Regions from separate parts of the Sus scrofa genome. Here all the other regions are linked to region 1. Evidence: chromatin contacts called from public Hi-C data. All regions are on one chromosome and are shown on one strand. Each heading gives the region's core, a stretch centred on a gene start, on an enhancer-like site or on the middle of the called end of the contact. The rest is flanking DNA. Distances are from core to core; before and after follow the strand shown. Region 1 holds the start of SERP2 (stress-associated endoplasmic reticulum protein 2). Region 2 overlaps LOC102167197 (a long non-coding RNA gene). Region 3 overlaps LOC102167197 (a long non-coding RNA gene).

Region 1 (3,810 bases), core at 1,188-3,687:
CCTGGGAACCTCCATATGCCTCGGGCACCGCCCTAAAATAGCCCCCCACCCCCCAAAAAATGAAATACATAAGTAGGCTTAGATATGAGTAAAAAATACTAAAAGGGTAACCTAGAAACAGCGGGAAGTAGTGGGGGGGGGGGTACGGAAATGAAACTTTTGCTTTCCCCTTGATATTCTATTTCTGTGTGAATGTTTACTCTGAGTACAAAGTCTGTAATTAAACTAATTTAAAATATTGTAAAGTGAAGCCTAGCAAGAAAAAAAGAGGAAAATTGGCCAGTATCAAGTGGGAGTCCAGAGTCAAAAAACAATTTTTCCCAAATTCCCTGCTGGTCTGGCAGTTAAGGATTCAGCCTTGTCACTCCTGCGGCTTGGGTTCGATCCCCGGCCCAGGAACTTCCTCATGCAGTGAGTACAGCCAAGAAAAACAACAACAATAACAATAATGTTTTCCTGAACAAGGCAGCTCCTCTGAACCTGTGGGAAGGCAGGTTTCTGACCCAGAGGAATGCTTCTCTGCTTGTACCCTCGAATGAAAAAACCATCTCTGTCCGTATCTTTTCCTTAATGTTCCTCAGAGCCAGGTTTGTGCTCAGCTCAGGCAGGGACCTCCCTTCTGCCTCCTGTCCAGGTATCTGGACGAGATCTGAGGGATCATTCTGGGCCTCACGCCACAGCCAGGCTCAAAAAGTGTCACTGTGGCAGGGGATGGTCCTCTCTCCCCTTCCCAACATGTGGCCACTGTTCATTTTTTTTCTTTCTTTTTTTCTTTCTTTTTTGGGGGCCCCTGTTATTAAAAGCCTGGCACTAGGAGTTCCCACTGCAGCTCAGTGGGATTGGTGGCATCTTGGAAGTGCCAGGACCCAGGTCCTATCCCCAGCCCGGCACAGTGAGTTAAGGATCCGGCATGGCCACAGCTGTGGCTTAGGTCACACCTGTGGCTCGGATCTGATCCCTGGCCTGCGAATTCCATATGCCACAGGGTGGCCAAAAAAGAAAAAAAAAAAAAAAAAGTCTGGCACTGAAGTTGGGCTTTCTTGGTTTCTGGTCCTGTAATAATGCTGGTGGTGGTGGTGGTAATGGTTAAGCCGGTGGAAACTACTTTGGAAACTTAACTGACCTTTAGAAAAAGAATAATCGGACTTTATTAATGATGACCAGATTTATTCATTAGCTTCTGACTTCTGGGTTACCCAAAGCAGCCCCAGTCTATATGACAGTTCGAATGACAAGAAGTGGGAGGGGCATGAGGATGAGCTTGGTAAAATAAAGGACCCCCAGGAGTTCCTCATGTGGCGCAAGAGGTTCAGAGGTATCTTGGAAGCACTGGGATGCAAGTTCGATTCCCGGCTCGGCTCAACGAATTAAGAATCCTGTGTTGTTGCATCTCTGGCTTAGGTCTCAACTGTGGCTTGGACCCCATTCCTGGCCCAGGAGCTCCATGTGCCACAGGGCAGCCAACAATGGGGGAAAAAAAGGACCCTCAAAAGAGAAAAGGAGTGCTCCCTCATTGACACACCCCATAATATTCTGCAGATGCCACAGACGCCTTGATAGACCCAGGAAGGACCACCAGGGTGAATTAGCCAAAGCTGGTCTAAGTCCCAGCATCCTTCCCATGGCTCCAAATCTTCCAGGCTAAAGTTTCCTCTTTTCTTCTTAGCCCTCCTGTTTTTTCGTTTTGTTTTGTTTTGGTCTTTTCTATGGCTGCACCCTCGGCCTATGGAGGTTCCTGGGCCAGGGGTCTAATCAGAGCCGTAGCTGCCGGCCTATGCCAGAGCCACAGCAACATGGGATCTGAGCCTACATCACAGCTCACGACAACGCTGGATCCTTAACTTACTGAGCGAGGCCAGGGATCGAACCCACAACCTCATGGCTTATAGTCAGATTCCTTAACCACTGAGCCACCACGGGAACTCCCCTCCTGCGCTTCTAAGAGTTCACTCCCATCCATTCAGCACATGGAAAAGTGAGGGTGAACTTCTTTTTCTCCTGCCCCCACACTAGACAATCTGTAGGGCCTGGTACCAATGTTTGCGAGTCAGGGAAACATCTGTTTTTATCCCTGTCGCCCAGGGCAACTCCCAGCTCATACTCCTCGGGACAAGGGTGGCTGGAGGAGGTCCCAGGCGCCCCAGGTGGGTGGGGAGCCAAAGCTGGTCAAAGCTCCCCACCTCGGGGCAGTGATACCAAATGCCACAGGGGCCGCAGGCGCAAGGCCTTCCTCCACTGTTCACTCAGATGTGGCGCTGGCCCGTCTTCCGTGTAACCCCCGCACGGACCCGGGCAGCAAGGCCCATCCCCACTCCATCCTCCTCACGCCTTCATCTCCATCCCTGGGGAGACCCAGCCCTCTGTGCAGCGCTTGGGAAATCTCCCGCCGCCGTGGCCTTCCTTGCGCAGGCCCTACCCCAGGGCGGGCCCAGGCCTGCCCTTGTTCAACTTGTCTTTTGAGGACCCCCGGACCGCCGCCTCCAGCCCAGCCCTCAGCCACCGGGCAGCGGTGCGGGCAGACGGCGCGACCCGGCTCGGAGGGCGGCCGCCCCAATCCCTTCCCCAGGCCTCGGTGGGCCCCAGGCCGAGAAGCCCGCACGCACAAAGCCCGGGGCCGCCGGAACCCTCGGCCCCGCTGCGTTCGGCCGCTGGATCCGGACACGTCCGGGGCCCCGGGCCCGAGCGCCTCGGCGCGCTGCGCTCCGGCCGCCGGTGCAGGGAGAACGCGCCGCAGCGCCTGCCACGGGGCCGCGCCGGTTAGGTAGCTGGGGGGACCGGAAGGATGGCGAGGAAGTAGGAGAGGGTTTCCTGAGATGAAAGATTACTTCCGTCCGGGCTCTGGCCTCTCTCTGGAGCTGGCTCGTTGGGGGCTGGGGAGCGGGGTGCGCGGGGCTCAGGGGCCGCGCCTTGCCACCTGCAGCGCCCGGGGCGAGCGGGACGCGCTCGGCCGCGTCCGGGGCTCACGCGGGGGAATCCTTGCAGTGGGAGTCGAGAACATTTCCTAGCGCCCGAGCCATGGTGGCCAAACAGCGGATCCGGATGGCTAACGAGAAGCACAGCAAAAACATCACCCAGAGGGGGAACGTAGCCAAAACCCTGGTAAGGCGGGGGCGGCGCTGACCCGGCGGCCGGGGCCAGGGCAGGGCGGGGCGGGGCGGGCTCAGGGCCTCGGGCGGGCGCAAGACCGGCCTCCCCCTCCTCCGGGCCCAGGGGCCCCCTTTCCCCGGAGGTCGAGCGAGGTGGGGGTTCCGGTGAGGCCGCTCAGGCAGCTCCGGCTTGTGCTCTCTGTGCGCGGAGAGGGTCCTGGTTGGCCGTGGCCCCTCTGAGAGTGGCTGCTTGGGGTCCCAAGGAGGCGCAGAAGGGTCCCCCCCCCCCCCAGAGGATCCGGCCTACGCCTCTGGGAAAGATGGAAAGTCACATCCTTAAGGGAACAATTAAGCCAATTGCTTGACACAGGGGCCTGAAACCTAGAAGGTGCTGGATCGGATACTTGAATGAATGGATGAATGAATGAATGAATGAATGATTAAAGGGAGGCCATTTGCCATATTCCTTCCCAGGCTTCATACCCCTCCCCACCATCCCCAACAAGCACACTATAATAAGGTTTTCTTTCCAGAGCCTTTGTAGTGGTCTCCCGGTATAAATCAGGAATGGGAATGAGATTCAGGCTTATTCCTTGATCCTCCACTTTTGCCTCTTCTTCAGTGAGGCCTCTCACCACTGGGCTAAAGTTTAAAAGCTACATTCCTCTTGGTCACGCCGTGAAGTCCTCCCGAGGGGATGATCGAGAACTTTAGAGACTAGTTT
Region 2 (4,303 bases), core at 921-3,420, 130 kb before region 1:
GCACTGAACTTGGCTTTAAAATGCCCACAAGCAGAAGCAGACTGACTGCGATGTTAATGAAACCACAGGACCCACAGTCACAGGAGTTCCATAAAAATTGCCAAAGTAAAACATTTTAACTTCAGTCAGTTAACACTATCTCTTATGCTCCGGCTCCCCCTTCACCAACTCTCTCTTGTGTGGGTTGGGTTGGGGTGGCCGTGATGTGTGGGCATTTGGCTGAGGTGAAGGTGAGCTGGAGATACATTTGGTTTGGGTTTAATGGGCTATGTTTATACAATTCACAGTCACCTCGGTGTATAATGGTTAAGCTATTGCTATTTATTGCGGAGAAGGAATTTTCTTCTAGAAATACTCCCAGAACCTACGGTGCCAGCTCCTCCATCAGGGTGCTCCAAAGGCACACAGCCATGTGTGATACCACGATACAGAGGCGCCATGCAGCGTGTGGCCTGGGACCATGTGGAAAACGAAGGATCCCTGAGGTTTGAGATCTTGGAGGCAGAAGCTGGTCTGTGGGAAAACCTCCAATCCTCAAACACGTAAAACTGTAAGCAGATATTTCAATTCTCACGGACGCCTCATCAAAAAGGAAGCTGTCCCTGTGTCTGTAGAGCATAAACTTCTAGATGTACCTATAAATAGCCCATGTGTCCCTCTGTGAGTCGACAGTTTATACATTCCAACTATTTAATTTAAAAATTTCAAAAGTGTTTTTGATCAACCCTGATAGAGGAAACACTGACTTATCCCTCTGTTGTTCTTCTACAAAAGTATTGTCGTGCGAAAAGAGGATCCAAGAGTATGTAGCCAAAAAAATGTGGGAAACACAGTATCGTAGCGGTGTGCCGGGCATTCGTTCCTAGCAGCAGTACGGGATTTTTCTGAATGTTTGTCCTATTCGTCAGGATTTTTAAACTTGTCGTTTATTCTTCTTTCTGTCCTAATTCTGAAAAAAAACATGCAACTTTCATTTATTTATCTATTTTTTGCTTCTTAGGCCCGCAACATATGGAGGTTCCCAGGCTAGGGGTCCAATCGGAGCTACAGCTGCTGGCCTACATCACAGCCACAGCCATGCCCGATTCAAGCCGTGTCTGCGACCTGCACCACAGCTCAGGCAACGCCATATCCTTAACCCACTGAGCAAGGCCAGGGATCGAACCTGCAACCTCCCGATTCCTCATCCAATTCATTTCTGCTGTGCCACGATGGGAACTCTAAAACATGCAGCTTTCTTAAGTGAGGCCCCCACAGTCACCAAGCTTCAGGAAATCAGGTGGGCTCTGAGGTACAGGTCCAGAGGGTGTGGTTCTGCTTATTCCAGAGCTCACAACAGACATCAAGTGAGTCCCACATTGAAAAAAGGTAGGAAAAGAGGTGAGGCCATGCTGAGAATATAACTGACCCTCCCTCTGTCTGCCAGTTCCCCACCCCCTTCATCCCTCCTAAAAATACTCTCCAATAAGTTAGACGCTTGGCAGTTATGCTTTTGAGGGAAGTAAATGTGAGGAGGAGTGAGAGATCCAATTCCACGGCTCTCTTCTTGCCCCTTTGCCATCGCCCAGACCAGGCCAGCCAGCAAGCGGATGGGGGCTCAACGTGACCTTTGACCACGGTGTCTTCTCACAGAGAGTGCTGACAGGTCCCAAAAGGGACCCCCAATCTTCCTAGGTCCATCCTCCCAAGGGCTGAGGACAGGGATTTGGGAGCCGGAGGGCCCCAAGTATGATCCCCGTGTGGCTTGAATTCTCTCTAGACACCTGCATCATCTATTCTTCTTGCCCTGCTCAGACCACCGTGCTTGTTCAACTGGTTTCCAGCCATTCTGTGAACCTTCAACTTGGATGAGACAACTTAGACCAGAATTTGAACTACAAATTGAGGCCCATGCCCCCCACTTCCACCCTCAATCCGACACACAGGTGTTTGCAAAGGATCCATCGAATGGAACCAGCTCACCAACTGACCATCGACTGCGGTTACCAGCCCATAAAACGAAATGAAGCACGTCCTGGTTTTCCTACAAAAATTAACCAGAAATGTCAAAGAATTAGAGTTGAAATAATATGTGAAGCAGCCAGCAATTAATCATTTACTAGAGTGGGTGACCTTTTCCTTGCAGGTAGCAGATATAATGAAACAGGCTCTTGCAGAGTGGGTGTTGAAACTGACATTCTCTAGGCCTGACTCATGGCCGTTCCACCTGGTTCCTGGCCCCTCCCAACCTGATGGGAAACACAGGTTGCCTCTCATAACAAATTCTGGGAAATCCCTGCCTCAGGCCTGCCTTGAAAGCTGCTGCCAGTGTCCTTTGTCGTTTATTGTTTGTGTGCTGCACTGGGGAAGCTGGCAAGCAGGTACTTGCAGTGGGGAGAAGAAAAGCTGTACGGATCAAATAGCATCCTCGACCCCAGGGGAGGGACAGAGGCCTCATCACAGAAAGGGGCTGTAGCTGCTCTCCTAGGCTGTCATTATGGTCTTGCCTGAGCCCCTGGAATCTTGTTTATTTCCTGTTTCAAATTTCTGGAGGTGTACCACTGGGTACAGGTACTAAGGGCAATTGTGTCACAGTCAGGTGGGCTAGCCATACCATCTTCAATGTTACAAAATAGAGCAAGTTTGACTTTGAAAATCCTTTCTATATGTAGATATCCTTGTACCCCTGCCCCCACATCTCCCCCCTCCAGGGCTTCCCCGGTGAAACAAGAGACTTAAAGATGATCAAGTTAATGACTTGGCTTAATTCAGACCCCATGTTTCCCTTAAGTCTGAAATCCTTTGAATCTGATGGGTCAGGAGAAGGAAGTGAAACTGGATAGTCTAAATAATTTGTAGTTAAAGCCAAGATTTATGAGGGGAATTACTGTGCAGAGCTTGGTTTTGAGTGTCTTTGGACCCTGGGGGCCAAATTCTCCCCCTGACGGCACACGTGTGTCTCTCAGGGCTCTGTGGGCCCCAGGAGGTGGAGCAGGAAGGCAGAGTGTACTAGGATCCCAGGGAACTGGTGCCCTGGAGCCAGAGGAGGGGAGGGTTTTGGCGTTCAAGGTTATTAGCACATGGGGCATTCATCAAAAAGAAAAAAAGAGGAAGGAGAGGAGGAAGCACAGATTCTGAGAAACACCCCCGGAGAGGTCAGGCCTCACACCCCTGTGTCCTGTCTGGCTCCTCCCTTTGCCAAAAAGGCAGCCTTTAGAGTGGGACTATTTTTGAAGCCACAAGTAAGAGTCAGATTCCACTTAGGTCTGGCCCTGCTAAAATTAATTCTGAGAAGTTCAAAGTCAGGAGCAGGAGAGAAGAAAGATTCTGGCATCCTTTGCCCTGCCCCCTCCAACACACATGGCTTCACGACGACATACAATTCAAAGAACATACCAGTAACAGTACCTGCCACATAATAGATGCTATAGAAGTGCTGTTTGATTCCTCGCTTTAACTGTAAGCTACTAATACTATTATTGTCTTGCCTTTGCTTTCGAAGAGCTGATTTGAATGTTAAAAAAGTAGGTAAGAAGGAGTTCCCCATTGTGACGCAGTGGAAACGAATCCGACTACTATCTATGAGGATGCGGGTTCCATCCCTGGCCTCACTTAGTGGGTTGAGGATCCGGCGTTGCCATGAGCTATGGTGTAGTTTGCAGATGCTACTTGGAACCTGCATTGCTGTGACTGTGCAGCTGCAGCTTCGATTTGACCCCCATGTGCTGTGGATGTGGCCCTAAAAAGCGAAAAAAAGAAAAAAGAAGAAAAAAGATAAGAAAATCAGTCATGTTTTTGCTTTTCTTGGTTAGCACACCTGAGGAGGCAAAGCAATGAGCTAAAGGAGACCGGAGATTAGGCCCCAGGGGGCAGCTGTAGACCGAGCAGCAGGAGGCACCCTGAAGACAGGAATAAGCCTGGTGGACTGCTCCTGCCTGAGGATTGCTGTTTACGTGATTCCCCACTGGACGGGAAAGAGCCAGAGAGATCTGAGACCCAGATCTGAACCCCTCACCTGGAAAGTACCTAGCTGTGAAAATGACTGAATACCTCCAAGCCACCATTCCCTCCTTTGCAAATGGATATGATTAAACCACCTTCTGGAGAGAAGGCAAAGGCTAAGTGAGTATATGCTGGTCACTGGCTTCTGCTCCTCACTCCTGGGGAAGGAGTTTCTAATGCAGCAGAGAGGTGGAGAAGGAAGGGCAAAATCCACAGCATGGAATGACACCTGCCAATCTACACGCAGTCAACCCGAGCATAAGTGAATACATGTATAATCCGTTACAATTAGTCGTCACACCTAACTAAAGACTAGATGGTT
Region 3 (4,051 bases), core at 1,323-3,822, 170 kb before region 1:
CACAGTTTACAAATTTCCTTTCCTCCCAAAGTTGTCTTTGGGATGCTAGAGGATGAGATGGGGTCTTATCTATCTCAGTCTCCTACTATCACGATGCTGAACACATAGGCAGGTGCTTAAGAAATATTCAGGTATCATCTGCTAGCCAGCCTTTGTTAGCTCCGTGCACCATCTCACGCAGCCCTCACAGTTACCCTATGAGCTCGGTCGTGATTCCCCACTTCACAGAGGAGGAGAGTGAGGTTTAGAGACGTTAAATAAATCGCCGGGAACCACGGAGGCAGAATGGAGCCATGAACCAGTGGGAACTGAAGCCAGGGTCCACACGGCCACCCTCTGACTGTGGTGAGACCTGCAGCTGTCACCTGGCAGTGGACTGAAGCCAGGGTCCACACGGCCACCCTCTGACTGCGGTGAGACCTGCAGCTGTCACCTGGCAGTGGACAGAGAGGAGCACTTAGCAAGGGCACTGGCGCAGCCCAGTGAATCAAGCCTACACGAGCTTATGAACGGACGGTCAGTGGAGCACCCGGGTGAATCCAGCCTGATTCCTGCTCATCCAGCCTCCCGCTTTGCTCTGCCCCCTTCCCCCCACTTCTCATGCCCACTGCCTACAACACCTTCTGCACGAGGCCCTCAGCCCGCGCCTCCTCCTCTCCCCCACCTCAGCCATTCTACGCGCACCTTCTGCAAATCAATCCTCCAGCCCTGGGGTTGGAGCCACACTCAAGGATTGATTTCAGCTTCTGACTCATTGTTAAGTGAAACCAAGGTACTCAAGGCTGACTCTCTATCACTTCCCTACACGTATCCATCATTTTTAAAATTAAATTACACTTTCTTTTATTGAAGTTTGGTTGATTTACAACAGAGCCACCATTTTAAACCCAGCAGTTGTGCTCACTGCCCCCGGCCCACAGTGTGCCTGTTGGGCCTCCCTGTCTCTGCCCGAGCCAGTCTTCTGTGTTTTGAACACCTGTTATGTATCAGGAACTGAGCTGGGTTCTGGGAATACAGAGATTAAAGCGTCAGTCTCTGAAGCACGTAGATTAGTGGAGAGACGGCTGAAAGAGCAATTACAAGGCCCCGTAATTGTGGGAGGCCGTCGGAGGAAAGCCCGGTTGCTGTGGAAGCACGTGTGTGTCCCCCCACGTCTGCCGTGATCCCACCTCTCAGCATTCTCGCCAGCCCCGCTTGCCTCTCCCCAGCACTTGCTATGCCTGCCCCTTCATTTGGTCCCCCAGGCCCTCGTCTGCACGCCTGCCATCACATTCTTCTACGTTTATCTGTACTTTTTGCTCCAGTCATCTGCAAAAAAAAAAAAAAAAAAAAAAGTTCTTTGAACTTGGCTTCCTCAGCTGGTGAACTGGAATGGGAGAGGCAAGGCTAGAAGAAGACAGACTGCAGGAAGGGTGGCTGCCTCCTCGGGGAGAGGAAGTCCCAGAGACGAAGCGCAGTGCGAGGGAAAGGACTCCCCCCAGCGCTCCCCTCTGGTGGTAGGGGGTGTGCCCTGAAGCCAAAAGGTCCGATGTGCCTCAACCCTGACCCCGACTAAACTTCCGCCAGCTTTGGCGGAGGGGGGACCCCCCTCAAATGGCAGCTCACGGATGACAGGCTGCTATTTCCATACAGCTCGGCTGACCGTGGAGCATGTAAGACAGGGCCTCGGAGCTCTCAGAGATGCGCGAGGAGCTAGGACTGTGAAAGAAGCCCCCGGGGAGCACAGCTGAGCAAACAAAATTTGATCCCAAGGTTTGACAGTCTCATTTGTGTCCAAGGCTAATGAACCAGGGGAACGTTCGCACATACTCCAGTCATGGCTCTGTAATGATTTACCAGTCAACCAAGGGGAAACAGGCTCCCCCAGAGATGATCCCAGGAAAAGCAGCGCAGCCAGCAAGGTTCACCCTGGCCTGGTGGGTCCCACAAGCTTCCGCAGCTTCCTGCCAGGCAGACCCTAGCCTTCCAGCATCGGAGAGACCCGGTTGACATAGAAACATATCAACAGCTTCTGTGGTTCAGCTTTCCTGCTCTCAGATCCTGCATGTTCCTCTCTGGCTCCAAACCCCTTTGACGCCATCCTTCTAAAATCACTTTTTTGCTTGTCACCTGTCCTTTGAACCAGCCAGTCAGTGGGTTGAGGAAGTCGCTGCTCCCCTCACAGTCCTGAGGAGTGGACGCCAGGAGTTGGGCTGTGGATGGTCACCTCGCCCGGCTCTGCCATTCCAGGGGCTCGCCGACACCCAGTCTGGGTGCCTGGCAAAGCTCCTTTGCCACAGAGGGTTTCATTTTATGTCAGCAGTTTCACAGGTAGAGGGGGTGGTGGAGAGAAGAGAACCATGGAAAGAAAAGAACATGCTAAAATCACTGAACTCAACGAAGCTCTGAAGCAAGGATGCAGAGATTTGGTAAAAGTCCAGAAATCTAGATGCTGGGCCTTGCTAAATTTGCCTGTGCACAGACCAAAGCAAGCAGATCCCCCATCTCCTTGACAACCAGAACACAGGCATGTTTTACCTGCATTATCTGCTCTCTCTGCCGCAGCCAGGGCATAATTAGTGGAGGAAAAACATAGGTGCCGGGTGAGAGAGTTCACGTCTCTTAGACAGTGTTTACCTCTCATTCCTCCCTGGCCGGGAGTGCACCTACACAAACTCATTAACATCTCACCCGTCGAAGATCAGCCATGCCTTCTACTTTCTGGGGAAGAGCTAATATAGCTTTGCCTCTCCCTGTCAGTCAACATTATTTAGGGGACAGATAAGAAAATTGGCTTGGAAGGTTTTTCTGGAAAGTTCTATTTATAGAGACACACCTAAGTGTCCATAGACGATAACTATAAATAGCCTCCTTTGTGTGGCAGAGGTAGGGCCATGTCATCACCCTCCCAGATAAGGAGGAGAGGCCTTCCTCCTCCTGACAGACCCCACAGGCACGCTTGCTCTCTTGGCACACGGGACAAGCCACGTCGGCTCCGAGGTGTGTTCGTGGTTAGCCGAACCCATGGGTTCACCTAATAAATTGGACTGTCTCAAGAATGGGAGCAGCAACAGACCCTAAAGGCTTTGGGGCTCCAGGGGCACGGTCTCCTGAGAGAAATTACAACCAAGATGAGGCAGTCAGCCCTGGGGAGGTGGAGTCTCAGCCGGTCCTCACCCTCACGCCCGGGGCCGGTGGAGAGGAGAGTCAGGGCGGCAGAACATCCTGGATTCCTCCTGATTGGACATGAAGGGCCCGTGATGTTACATGTCGAGCAAGTCATCCCCGTGGGCCCAGCACACGCTCACACACCTGGGCCTTATACAGGTGTGGGGCGCCCTCCCAGGTGGAGGAGGCAGGAACGGGAGTCCAGCGGGCAGAGAGGCTGGGAACAAATGTGAACATAAGGGCCCCAGGATTCAAAACAAAGATACAGCAAACCCGATGAGAAGATGGCTGTGGATCGCCTCCCCCCCCGCAACCTGCCCCCGCCTCTGCCGAGGCAGGGTCATTTTAGGATAAGTTAGGAATCTGAGCAGGGAAGGGGAGGCCTTGTGAACACATGTATGTGAACATGGGGTGCGTGCACCACCCCACATAGATCCCCTTTGGAGTGAGTGCCGGTGCCTCTGGGCACGTGTGTGGAAACTCATGTGATGCTGCAAATAGTACAAGCACTACACATGTTCGCCCGACCACAGAGCAGTTGCCAAACCCAACTCTGATGGGAAAAGCCATTATTTTCCAAGTGTTGACAAGCACCCTGTTCTCATTCCAGTTCACCCTCTGGGAACCACTTAGCATCATTAGGGGAAAGGAGACGCGTGAAATCATGAGATGGAATGGAACCAAGAAGGAGATCTACCAATCGCCCGAATCAGCCTCCTGGGGGGAGGTCACTTAGTGTGGGAAAAAAACAGGACCCATGACAGATGAGCTGGAACTGGAGCCCGGTGGCCCACTCTGAAAGTGTTCTGCTGGCTTAGGCCAAGAAGCAGGAAGGGGAGATGCAGGAGCTGGCTGTGCAGCCCGCCTCCAGCCCTGCCAGGGGTGGTTTCATGTGCATTGCAGG

The links. Hi-C and Micro-C count contacts between places; a contact is called where the count stands out from the background.
Region 2: a Hi-C map of liver shows a contact between it and region 1, with 3 times the contacts expected there. The contact joins the enhancer-like site here to the promoter of SERP2 in region 1. A contact is called at or near these places in 4 of 47 Hi-C or Micro-C datasets (embryonic fibroblasts, fetal skeletal muscle, liver and 1 more).
Region 3: a Hi-C map of liver shows a contact between it and region 1, with 1.9 times the contacts expected there. The contact joins the enhancer-like site here to the promoter of SERP2 in region 1. A contact is called at or near these places in 1 of 5 promoter capture datasets (liver), 4 of 47 Hi-C or Micro-C datasets (heart right ventricle, liver and subcutaneous adipose tissue) and 1 of 2 datasets of contacts at active chromatin or transcription factors (skeletal muscle).

The regions. Positions count from the first base shown.
Region 1 is chr11:22,699,522-22,703,331 of Sscrofa11.1, reverse strand. SERP2 (stress-associated endoplasmic reticulum protein 2) reads left to right here and starts at 2,437. Exons shown (of 4, transcript XR_002336679.1): 1 at 2,437-3,099.
Region 2 is chr11:22,831,213-22,835,515 of Sscrofa11.1, reverse strand. All of the region lies in intron 3 of LOC102167197 (a long non-coding RNA gene), which reads left to right. Among named protein-coding and RNA genes, the nearest start is that of SMIM2, 62 kb to the left of the region's middle. Within about 2 kb of position 2,170, at least 31 of the 83 cell types and tissues checked have an H3K27ac peak or open chromatin away from gene starts, as enhancers often do. A contact at or near this core is called in liver and skeletal muscle, where this site is marked.
Region 3 is chr11:22,873,517-22,877,567 of Sscrofa11.1, reverse strand. All of the region lies in intron 3 of LOC102167197 (a long non-coding RNA gene), which reads left to right. Among named protein-coding and RNA genes, the nearest start is that of SMIM2, 20 kb to the left of the region's middle. Within about 2 kb of position 2,572, at least 14 of the 83 cell types and tissues checked have an H3K27ac peak or open chromatin away from gene starts, as enhancers often do.